Regions from separate parts of the Pan troglodytes genome. Here region 1 is linked to region 2. The links are chromatin contacts, called in public Hi-C maps. All regions are on one chromosome and are shown on one strand. Each heading gives the region's core, a stretch centred on a gene start, on an enhancer-like site or on the middle of the called end of the contact. The rest is flanking DNA. Distances are from core to core; before and after follow the strand shown.

Region 1 (5,582 bases), core at 1,916-4,415, 220 kb after region 2:
GAGGTGGCCGCAGCTCTCCTGAGCTGCTTACTGGCAAGGTGACCTCCTGGAGAGAGAGAGATCCTTTAGGGACAGGTGACACAGCAGGGTTCCCAGCACTGAGCTCTGAGATACAACATTAGAGAGGAAGTCAGGAAAAAGGAGGGAAACCCCGACTAGCAGGCAGAAGGGAAACCAGGAGAACACAGGGTTTTGGAGGGAAGGGTTGGGGCCCAGGACCTAGCACCCCTCCAAGCTCCAGGCAGGATGAGGCTGGAAGCTGTGTAGGACCAGCCTGGGCAACATAGCGAGACCCCTGTCTCTACAAACAAATTTTTGTAGAGATCACTCCCTGGCTTACAGGAGGTGATCAACACATATTTATTTTCTTTTCTTTTTTTTTCTTTCTTTCTTTCTTTTCTTTCTTTTTTTCTTTTTTTTTTTTTTTTTGATATGGAGTCTCACTCTCTCACCCAGGCTGGAAAGCAATGGCACAATCCCAGCTCACTGCAACCTCCGCCTCCTGGGTTCAAGTGATTCTCCTGCCTCAGCCTCCTGAGTAGCTGGGATTACAGGCATGCACCACCACACCTGGCTGATTTTTGTATTTTTAGTAGAGATGGGGTTTCTTCATGTTGGCCAGGCTGATCTCAAACTCCTGACCTCAAGTAATCCACCTGCCTCAGCCTCCCAAAGTGCTGGGATTACAGGCGTGAGCCACTGCGCCTGGCCTATTTCTTGAATAAGGTGGATTCGGCCACGTGAACATTCTCGATATCTTTGTTAACAGCAATTTCCGAGGAGACAGGAGTGAGGAGGCCAGGTCCCATTGAGCAGTGGGCAGACAGGAAGGAGTCATTCTCTCCAGAAGTTTGCCTGGGGAGGCGAGGGGAAGTGGAAGGAGGAACAGTGCCCTACTCAGCCCTGAATTCCAGCACCCAACATCATCATCATCATTATTATTAGAGTCAGGGTCTCACTCTGTCATCCAGGCTGAAGTACAGTGGTGCGATCATAGCTCACTGTAGCCTCCGACTCCTGGGCTCAAGTGGTCCTCCCGCCTCAACCTCCCAAGTAGCTGGCACTACAGGTGTGTGTCACCACGCCTGGCTAATTTTTCTTTAAATTTTTTGTAGAGACGAGGGTCTCGCTATGTCGCCCAGGCTGGTCTTGACCTCCTGGGCTCAAGCGATCCTCCTGCCTCAGCTTCCCAAAGTGCTGGGATAACAGCCACCATGCACCTGGCCCCTATCATCATCATCATCATTATTATTATTATCCCCAACATACAGATGAGAAAACTGAGGCCCAAAGAGGTAGAATGATTGTCCCAGATTTGCAGAAGGGACTGGAAGTTTGCGTCTGAGCCTGGCCCTCCAGCCACGGCCCAGCCCAGCCCAGCTCTGCTCCAACGCCGTCCCCACCCCTACCCCCTCTTCCTCCTTCCCATCATCCTATTTTCTTTAATGAGCCAGCTCTTTGATAACTGCAGTGTGTTTTTTAGGAACTAAACAAACTGAAGCTGCAGGGTATTCTTTTTTTTTAACAAAAGAGCTCATTGAATAAGCAATGGGTTTTTCTGCAACTATTTTTAAAGATGGAGCTGCAGGCTAGGCTGTGAGGAAAATCACAGAGAGTGCTCTCCTCAAGGTCAGGGCATTGAGGGAAAAATCCATTGTTGGTGAGGTGCCCCGTGGACAAATATTCCGCAGTCAGAAGACCCAGGCAGTGGACAAGGCTCCTGGGACAAGCTCTCCTTCCCTGGCTACCCCAGGACACTCAGGACAATGGTGTCCCTCCATCCTCTGCAGTGGCCCTAGCCCGGTCCCTTAGGCGGAGAGATTTTGTGATCCTTTAGCCTTGGTCCCCTCGTCCCTGGTATCCTCACCGGGACACGGTTGGCCACCGACCCTGCCCTCAAGGGGTTCCAAACTGGGGCCAATTTTCCTGGAAACAAAGCATTTCCACAACATCCCCACACCTAATTTCCAACCACTTCCAAGCATTATCTCCGGGGGAAACTGAGGCTCAAAGAGGTCAGTGTGGCTGCCTGTGGCCAAGCTGGGGCTCAGACCTGGGGCTCTCTCTGTCCCCATGGTGGTCCCAGCATTATCCACTGCAGGGAGCTACCTATTCCAATACAAATCTATGTTACAGCCGGGCGCAGTGGCTCACACCTGTAATCCCAGCACTTTGGCAGACAGAGACGGGCGGATCACTTGAGGCCAGGAGGCTGAGACCAGCCTGGCCAACATGATGAAACTCCGTCTCTACTAGAAACACAAAAATTAGCCAGGTGTGGTGGCGCATGCCTGTAATCCCAGCTACACAGGAGGCTGAGGCACGGGAATCACTTGAACCCAGGAGGTGGAGGTTGCAATGAGCCGAGATCATGCCACTGCTCTCCAGCCTGGATAACAGAACAGTCTCTGTCTCAAAAAACAAAAACAACAACAAAAATAAAGATCTCTGTTCCAGGGGCACTAGAAGATTCTGGAACCTGGTGTGAAGGCATGCCTGAGCCATGCTGCCAACTTCATTTTTTTTTTGAGACGGAGTCTTGCTCTGTCTCCCAGGCTGAAGTGCAGTGGCATGCTCTCGGCTCACTGCAGCCTCCACCTCCCAGGTTCAAGCGATTCTCCTGCCTCAGCCTCCCGAGTAGCTGGGATTACAGGTGCACTTCACCATGTGCGGCTAATTTTTCTATTTTTAGTAGAGACAGAGTTTCACCATGTTGGCCAGGCTGGTCTCGAACTCCTGGCCTCAAGTGATCTGCCCGCCTCTGCCTCCCAAAGTGCTGGGATTACAGGCGTGAGCCACCGCGCCCGGCCTCAACTGGATTTTTATTAAGAACTGGGTGGGGACATTTCTCTAGTTTTTATGTGCAAGTAGCCCCAGCTCTCTGGGCTCCGATTTCCCAACTGTAGATTGGGGTTGACAGTGGTCGTGTAGTTAATATTTTCTAAGTCCTCCCTATGCAGCACATGGCACAGGGTTCCCTAGGTGGGTGCTATTATTTCCCTCAATTGAGACAAGGAAAATGAGACTCAGAAAAGCCAGCTTATTTCTGCTTATTTCTATCATGCAGCTTGCAAGGATTTGAGCCAGACAGGGTCTTGAACCCTCTGAGTTGGGCCCTAAACTCCTCCTGTTCCTCTGGAGTCTGGGCGCCCCCTGATGGTCACAGCAACTCCTGCGGCTCAGCTCCCATCTTCCTGGTCCAACCTCCACCTGGTCACTCTGGGATAGGTGGGCCTTGGGCAGGTCAGCTGTCAGAAAGTCTAAGAAGCACCTGCTGAGATGCCCAGGAGGGTGGTGATCCATCCAGCAGCCCAGGACTTCAAATCCCAGCTCTGCGGCCCCCAGCTCTGTGACCTCGGTGAGGTGCTCAGGTAGGAGGAATCACTGAGAGATTAATTTCTGTTTTGTTCTTGGTGCATTTTCCCCTTCCTGGTTCCAAGAAGAGATCAGGTCTCCAGGTCTTTGCATGAGACCGTCTTTTGTTTCCTGGCTTTTATTGTGAATGCTGAACTAGTGGGGGATGACGCTGGGCTGTGTGGGGAGAGGGTGGCTGGGGGAGTCTAACCCTGTCTGTGTGTTGTAATAGACTTGGGGCTAAAATCGTGTGGTTTTGCTCCTTTGCACATGAAAGCATTTTCCCCACCAATTGTGGGGCCCTGTTGAGAGCCTCCGGTAGGGCCCACACATCCCAGGGAACAGGAGGGAAGGCTTCCTGCTGAGTCTCCTGAAATTTGAGCCCAGTCACTAACAACCATCTCTCAAGAGTGTCAAATAAAAATAAATCCAGGCTTAGTAAGGAGAGACTTTCTTCAAAAGGGCTATTGCAAAGGAGGAAAAGGTGCCGCGTGTGTGGGGGCTCATGCCTGTAATCCCAGTAATTTGGGAGGCCAAAACAGGAGGACCCCTTGAGCCCAAGAGTTCAAGACCAGCCTGGGCAACATAGGGCGACCCCCATCTCTACAAAAAAAAAAAGTTTAATTAGCCAGGTGCGATGGCACACACCTGTAGTCCTAGCTACTTGGAAGGCTGAAGCAGGCGGATCCCTTGAGCCTAAGAAGTTGAGGCTATAGTGGGCTATGATTGTGCCACTGTACTCCAGCCTGGTGACAGAGCAAGACCCCATCTCAAAAAAAAAAAAAAAAAAAAGGAGGAAAGCATTTATTGCAAGAGAGATAACACTCTGATCTTAAAGTCTGCAAGCTGCTCAATAGTAAATTTTTTTTTTTTTTTTTGATACGGAGTCTCGCTCTGTCGCCCAGGCTGGAGTGCAGTGGTGCAATCTCGGCTCACTGCAAGCTCCACCTCCCGGGTTCACACCATTCTCCTGCCTCAGCCTCCCTAGTAGCTGGGACTACAGGCACCCACCACCATGCCCGGCTAATTTTTTGTATTTTTAGTAGAGACGGGGTTTCACCGTGTTAGCCAGGATGGTCTCGATCTCCTGACCTTGTGATCCACACACCTCGGCCTCCCAGAGTGCTGGGATTACAGGCGTGAGCCACCGCGCCCAGCAAAAAAAATTGTTTTAATAGAAAGGAATAAACAAAGGCAGAATCGGGGGACCAGATGCCACTGTCGTTCATGCCTGTGAGCCCAGCATTTTGGGAGGCCAAGGGGGGAGGATGACTTGAGGCCAGGAGTTTGAGACCAGCCTGGGCAACATAGTGAGACCCCATCTCGACAGAAAATTTTAAAACTAGCTGGGCGTGGTGGTGCACGCCTGTGGTCCCAGCTACTTGGGAGGCTGAGGTGGGAGGATCACCAGAGCCCAGAAGTTGGGGGCTGCAGTGAGCTATGATCATGCCACTGCACTCCAGCCTGGGCAACAAAGCTAGATCTTGTCTCAAAAACAAAAACAAAACAAACAAACAAGCAAAGTGTGAAAGATGTAGCAAATGAGCTGGAGGGCAGCAGCTGGGATGATAATCCTTAAGTGTTTGGACCTGGGGCTCAATGTTATGGGGAATCCCTGAGGGTTTGGAGTGGGAGAGTGAGCTGACCCAGCGGCAGTTTGGAAAATAATGCTCCAGTGTGTGGCCCAGAGACACAAGCTGTGGTCTCTGCTTGAGAGAAGCACTTCCTGCTACACACCCCCAGTCTCCCCCAGGACCAAGCCTGCAGCAGCCCAGTGCCGGGTCAAATGCCCTTTGGGGACCTAGGAGTTGAGGACCTGGTTTCAGCAGGACAACCTTGTCTTAAAGGGAAGCCTGGCCATTGGGACCTTGCTCCCTGAGGCTTCCTCTCAGAAGAGCTTATAGCAACCCCGCCCCCCCACCCCGCCCCCAACACCCAGTGCTTGTTCCTAGGAGCACAAAGGGGCTTTGGAGGCAGCTGGAAGAAAATTAAAAGGCAGCAAAACCCAAACCCCACCAGAGAGGGTGTCTGCGCTGGGGACTGTTTGCTGATCACAGTCTCCAAAATGTTAACTCAACACACACTCTCTCGTGACTTTAAAATGCACCCAGCATTGAGCCAGGCACGGTGGCTCACACCTGTGATCCCAGCACTTTGGGAGGCTGTGGTTGAGGGTATCGTTTGGTTTCAGGAGTTTGAGGCCAGCCTGGACAGCGCAGTGAGACTCT
Region 2 (5,602 bases), core at 1,528-4,027:
AGGAAATGTAAGAAAGTATGAGATGGGATCCTCTCACACCATGGTGGAAATTAGCACATTTCCCAGAAGACCAAGATAAAAATGCATGTGAGAAGAACAAGAGAACCAAACAGATGGGGCAATAAAATGGAGGCGGAATGAGCTCATCAGGATTCCCAGCACACGGTTTAAGTCCATACTGGGCTCACAGCTGACCTGGGACCAGCCGACATAGTGAATGAGTGGGTGGTTACTATGCTGCAGCATCAGTTACACTAAGAGATTAGGTGGAGCTGATTCACTGCTGCAGATCTGCACGACTTTTCAAGTGGAGGAAAATCTGTGGGCCCTGGTCTCTGCCACTCACATAACCATCCTCATGGGTAGCATGAGTCATACATGCAGGATCTTTCAGGTAGACAAAGTTGTTGTGCTGTGAGTAAACCCAGTATGAGCTTTCGTGTTGTCGAAAGCAGGTTTTAACCACAACTACGGCGTCTCCGTGTATGAAGGTTTAACTGCTGTACTACAAAACGACCCTGCCTTTCCACATTCACCTTTGGCTACAGGTGGTTAATAACACACACAGAAAAAAGAAGTTTCTGAAATGTTCCTCACACCAACAGTGATTCCTTCTTTTTCAAACTATCATGCTCTTGAGTACAGCCAAAGCACCTTTAGACAGTTGCGTCTAATCCCCTTATCTTTTTAAAATTATTATTATTATTTTGAGACGGAGTCACGCTCTGTCACCAGGCTGGAGTGCAGTGGCATGATCTTGGCTCACTGCAACCTCTGCCTCCTGGGTTCAAGCGATTCTCCTGCCTCAGCCTCCCAAGTAGCTGGGACTACAGGCGGGTGCCACCACACCCAGCTAAATTTTGTATTTTTAGTAGAGACGGGGTTTCACCATGTTGGCCAGGATGGTCTCAATCTCTTGACCTCGTGATCTGCCTGCCTCGGCCTCCCAAAGTGCTGGGATTACAGGTGTGAACCACCGCGCCCAACCCCCACTCCCTTATCTTATATGCAAGAAAACTGAAGTCCAGAGGAGAAATGACTTGCCCCAAACCACTTAGCTAGTGACAGAGTTAGAATTAGCACTAGATCCCTCATTCCTAAGCCAGCAGGCTTTTCATTGCACCAGGAAGATAAAATAAAACTGTAAATAGCATATACTCTGTTAACTAAGCCTCTAATTATACTGCCTCCAAAGAAAATAACATTTCAAATGTCTGGGTCTTTCCACTTGAGCTTTGGCAATTTCACTGATCACTTCTCATACTGGAATCTCTTTTAAGATGTTTAGGAGTAATTATATTGGGATATATGCTATTTTTACTCTTGTACACTGCTTTCTTTGTTCAGGAGGAAATTAGAATTCTGGAAAGATACTTGATTTTGTTTAATTATTAAAGGAACAAGCTTCTACTTCAAGTAGTTGCAAATATGAATGTATCAGTCTGTGTGTCAAGAAAGGATATATGGAACAATACAGGAATGATAATACTCTATTGTCACATCCAATTAAGGGCCACCTAGGTCTACAAGTAAAGAGGAACATCAAAGCTATGAGTGAAAATGGAAAAGTCACATCGTTATCTGAATAATTTTGAAAACGTCTGGATTTGGTGCCTTATGAATCATCTGAAATGTAACAAGGCATAAAGTGCTTTGCAACCCTGTTGCCTTCATTATTGTAATTTGTGCATATGTAGGTTTATTTGAACTTTTTCGAGTTTTCATCCAGCTGAAAAAGGATGTAGGAAGAATGAGTCCAGTCAAGGTCATACTTACAAGGTGAAACTGACACCTCCTGGGGATGCAGGCTAACAGAAACATGAGCCCATTACTCACCCCAAATCTCCCATCCATACCTTTTTCTGCTAATGAATATTCTTACCTGAACCATCATTACTTCCATTGTCCTCTGCTTTGGATACCTTGCAGACCAGGTTCCTGTCTCTCATTTTTATCCACGAAGAGATTTTCATGAATAGAACTTTTCCTATAATTTAGCAATAATGTCCTTGAAAACCCCACAACTATTTACATAATAGAAGTTATTGTTTGAAGTGCAAAGCAGGTCAGAATTTGGTTTCTAGAGATTAATCACTGCAGTCTAGTTTATATTATCATAATAATTTCATTTATTTTGGTACAATTTGCTTTCAGAATCAACCTCGGCTTCTGCGCACAAGTGACAAATCCATTTGTTTGTGGTATAATGGATAACGTGATTAATGACCTTGCAACAGGATTTCTTAAAAACATAGAGAGGAAAAGAAATAAAGATTTCCATTTATAAATGTGCAGTAAACCAGCTCAGTCTGTAGCTGTGCACCAAAATCCCTCTGAACTTGTTTTAAGCCACAGATTTGGAGAGATTCTGAAACAAATTTGCTCCTGACTTTTGGGGGTTTCTGCTCATATCTGCTGTCTCCAAGAAGCTGAGGGCAGTGGCCTCACTTTGAGGAAGTGGTGACACTGCGGGCCCTCCTGGTTACAAGGACGGGGCACTGTTGGACCACGTGGCTCCATCACGATGACTCCAGTTAGATGTCACCCCGCCCCCCGAGCTCAGGTCTTGCTGAATAAGGTCACCGCCCAGGGGGCAGTCGATGAACACGCGCGCGAGGGCTCTGCGAGTGGCCTCGTGACTTTGTCCCTAACTCCGGGTGTCCCCTCCTTCCCATCAGCGTCCGGCGCCTGGTCCTGGTCCCGGTCCCCGAGGCCCCCGGGATTCTTCCCGAGCGTTTTCCGAGTTGGCGCGGGGGGTGGAGGCGGGGCCATGGAGCGCGTCCCGGGGACCGTTGCATCCGGAGGCGGCCGTCGTGCGGCTCCTTCCCGCCTCGAGAGTGAGGTGGCCGGGCCTTGACGAGAAGGCCCACGCCTGCCGCGGGGGTGGCTCGCGATGGCAGTCGGGGTTCGAGTCCTGCCTGGGGGGCTGCTCCTGCTGGAGAAAACGCCTCCCTGAGGGCGGCGGCAAACGCGCAGCGAGGCCCCGTGCCGCGCCAGAAGCCACCCTAAGAAAGGGGCACCGGGACACCGAGGGGTTCCCACTTTCTCCTCAGCCTGTGACGCCCGCGTCCTCGGGTGGGTTCGAGGGGCGCCTGGGCACGGCCAGCCGAGGCTCTCGAGAGCCCCAATGTCGTTTTCCACCTCAGGCCTCCTTTCTTGAGGCAGAGCCCAGGACCTCGCGCTCTCGCCTCAGGCTCCGGCCCACGCTCCCGCCCGACCGCCAGGCGCGCAACGGAAAGCGCCCCCGCCCCGCCCCGCTCCGCCCACTGCGTGACGCGCACCCGGCCGAGCCAATCAGAGCTCGTGGCGCGCGCCCCACACGCCGGCCCCCTCCGCCCCTCAGCTTAAGAAAGGGCGCGCGGACCGGACAGGCCAGACTGCCGAGCAGCGCGGTGGGTGCGGCTGTGAGACGGCAGGAGACTTCTGCCCCGCGGTGCACGCGACCCTCGAGACGACAGCGCGGCTACTGCCAGCAGCGAAGGCGCCTCCCGCGGAGCGCCCCGACGGCGCCCGCTCGCCCATGCCGAGCTGAGCGCGGCAGCGGCGGCGGGATGCTGGCGCTGCTGGCCGCCAGCGTGGCGCTCGCCGTGGCCGCCGGGGCCCAGGACAGCCCGGCGCCCGGTAGCCGCTTCGTGTGCACGGCACTGCCCCCAGAGGCGGTGCACGCCGGCTGCCCGCTGCCCGCGATGCCCATGCAGGGCGGCGCGCAGAGTCCCGAGGAGGAGCTGAGGGCCGCGGTGCTGCAGCTGCGCGAGACCGTCGTGCAGCAGAAGGAGACGCTGGGCGCGCAGCGCGAGGCCATCCGCGAGCTCACGGGCAAGCTAGCGCGCTGCGAGGGGCTGGCGGGCGGCAAGGCGCGCGGCGCGGGGGCCACGGGCAAGGACACTATGGGCGACCTGCCGCGGGACCCCGGCCACGTCGTGGAGCAGCTCAGCCGCTCGCTGCAGACCCTCAAGGACCGCCTGGAGAGCCTCGAGGTAGCGGCCCGCGGGGAGCGCGGGGGACCTAGAATGGGGACGCTCCCGAGTCGGGGGCGGAAGACTCGGGAGGATGGGGAAAGGGGGCCTGGCCCTGGGGAGGGTGTGATCGTCCGTGGGGATGAGCTGGACTTGAGGGTGAAAGGCGGGGATCTAGATCCTGCTCGGGAACTCCCCTGCGTGGTATCCCTTCCCACACCGCTGCTCTTGCTGGAAGGAAACGTTTAAATTCCACCCCCGCGCGTCGGGACTGCCAGCGGGATCCGCCGAGCACTTCCCGAGGTCCGGGCTAGCGAACCCAGACGGCCAAGCCGCGGGCGCCAAATACCCGGGGACGCGGTAGCCTCTATCCTCTTGCAAATCTCCAAATCTCCGCGAGCCGGGATGCGCTCCCGCAGGCCGTGCGGGTTGCTGCGAGGCTGCCGCGGGAGGTCAGCTGCCCCGGGCATCTGGTGTTTCTTTCTTTAAATCAGGTCAGGCTGAGCTGGAGGGGGCGGAAGTCTGGGGGCGGAGGTCGCAGGGAGGCGAGCGCAGGGGGTTACCGGCGACCCCAGAGCGCGCATTAGAGGGGCAACCTCTGGTTAACTTCAAAGACTCCCGTGTCTGCAAGTTGGACCATTTTAAGGTGCTCTTCCGGATTGCTTCAGGGGAAGGGACCTCATTCCCTTCTCTCTCTCCCCCCCTCCCCCCTCCCCTTCCTCCCCCCCCCCCCCCCGCTCCCGCCTTCGTCTCATCTCTATCTCTGAAGATGCGTGCAGTTTGGAACTTTGAGAGAAAAATCTTCAATTATTTTTCATCTTTAGGCTCCACCCTTTTTAAGAAGTGTGGACACTGCTGTTAATAGCCTTTGTGAAAATACTTCTCAGCAAAACTAGGTTTAAATTACAGGTGCTAATTATTGCAAAAATGACTCTAGGGTTTCTTTTGGCGTGAGGGCTGAATACAGTATTTCCAGCATCTGTATATCCCCTGATTCATTGTGATTGCTAACAGCTAACATTTCTGGAGCACTAAATATGAGTCAGGCACATCATTTAATTTTTTAATCCTTGGAACAATGAATGGCATGAGGCAGGTCCCATTATGTGCATTTCACAATTTGGAACACTTTGTGGAGAAAGGTAAATAGCTTGCCATGAACTCATGGGTAGGCAGCCTGCCACAGCCTCCAGAACCACATGATGGTAGGGGAGAAAGAGAAATAGGAAGTGAGGATTTAGAAACAGCATTAAAAACAAAGATTGCTGGAGTTCAGAATAGCAACGTTTTAGATCTGTCATTTTCCAGAAACATCTCTGCATGCATAGTTATTTACCTTGGTGCCAGACCGGAACTTGGGGGCTGTTTTCATTTCTAGGTGAAAGCTCCTTGGCTTTGTGTAACCATCGATTTACTCTTAAAAAAGAAAAAAATCCTAGAGCTGAGTTTTGGTCTCTACCCAACATAGAATTCTAGGTGTTGGTTAGAATGTTGACTTTTTAGTAAGAGGAGAAAAACGGCTTTTTGAGAAGGGAAAATGAGATTCACAACTTTCAAATATTGCAGCAAAGTAATTCTTATCTGACTTTGAAATCTTTTCCATACCAAAAAAGCATCAGTGAGATGCTCCCCTGCCTGCCAGTGGC

What was found. A called contact is a pair of places that touch in the nucleus more often than the background predicts.
Region 1: a Hi-C map of induced pluripotent stem cells shows a contact between it and region 2, with 2.4 times the contacts expected there. The contact joins the enhancer-like site here to the promoter of NPTX2 in region 2. A contact is called at or near these places in 2 of 7 Hi-C or Micro-C datasets (induced pluripotent stem cells and stem cell-derived neural progenitor cells) and 1 of 1 datasets of contacts at active chromatin or transcription factors (stem cell-derived excitatory neurons).

What each region holds. Positions count from the first base shown.
Region 1 is chr6:108,227,851-108,233,432 of NHGRI_mPanTro3-v2.0_pri, forward strand. No RefSeq gene overlaps it. Among named protein-coding and RNA genes, the nearest start is that of TMEM130, 34 kb to the right of the region's middle. Within about 2 kb of position 3,166, at least 2 of the 24 cell types and tissues checked have an H3K27ac peak or open chromatin away from gene starts, as enhancers often do. A contact at or near this core is called in induced pluripotent stem cells, where this site is marked.
Region 2 is chr6:108,005,680-108,011,281 of NHGRI_mPanTro3-v2.0_pri, forward strand. NPTX2 (neuronal pentraxin 2) reads left to right here and starts at 2,778. Exons shown (of 5, transcript XM_001136152.7): 1 at 2,778-3,977. The coding sequence starts at 3,552.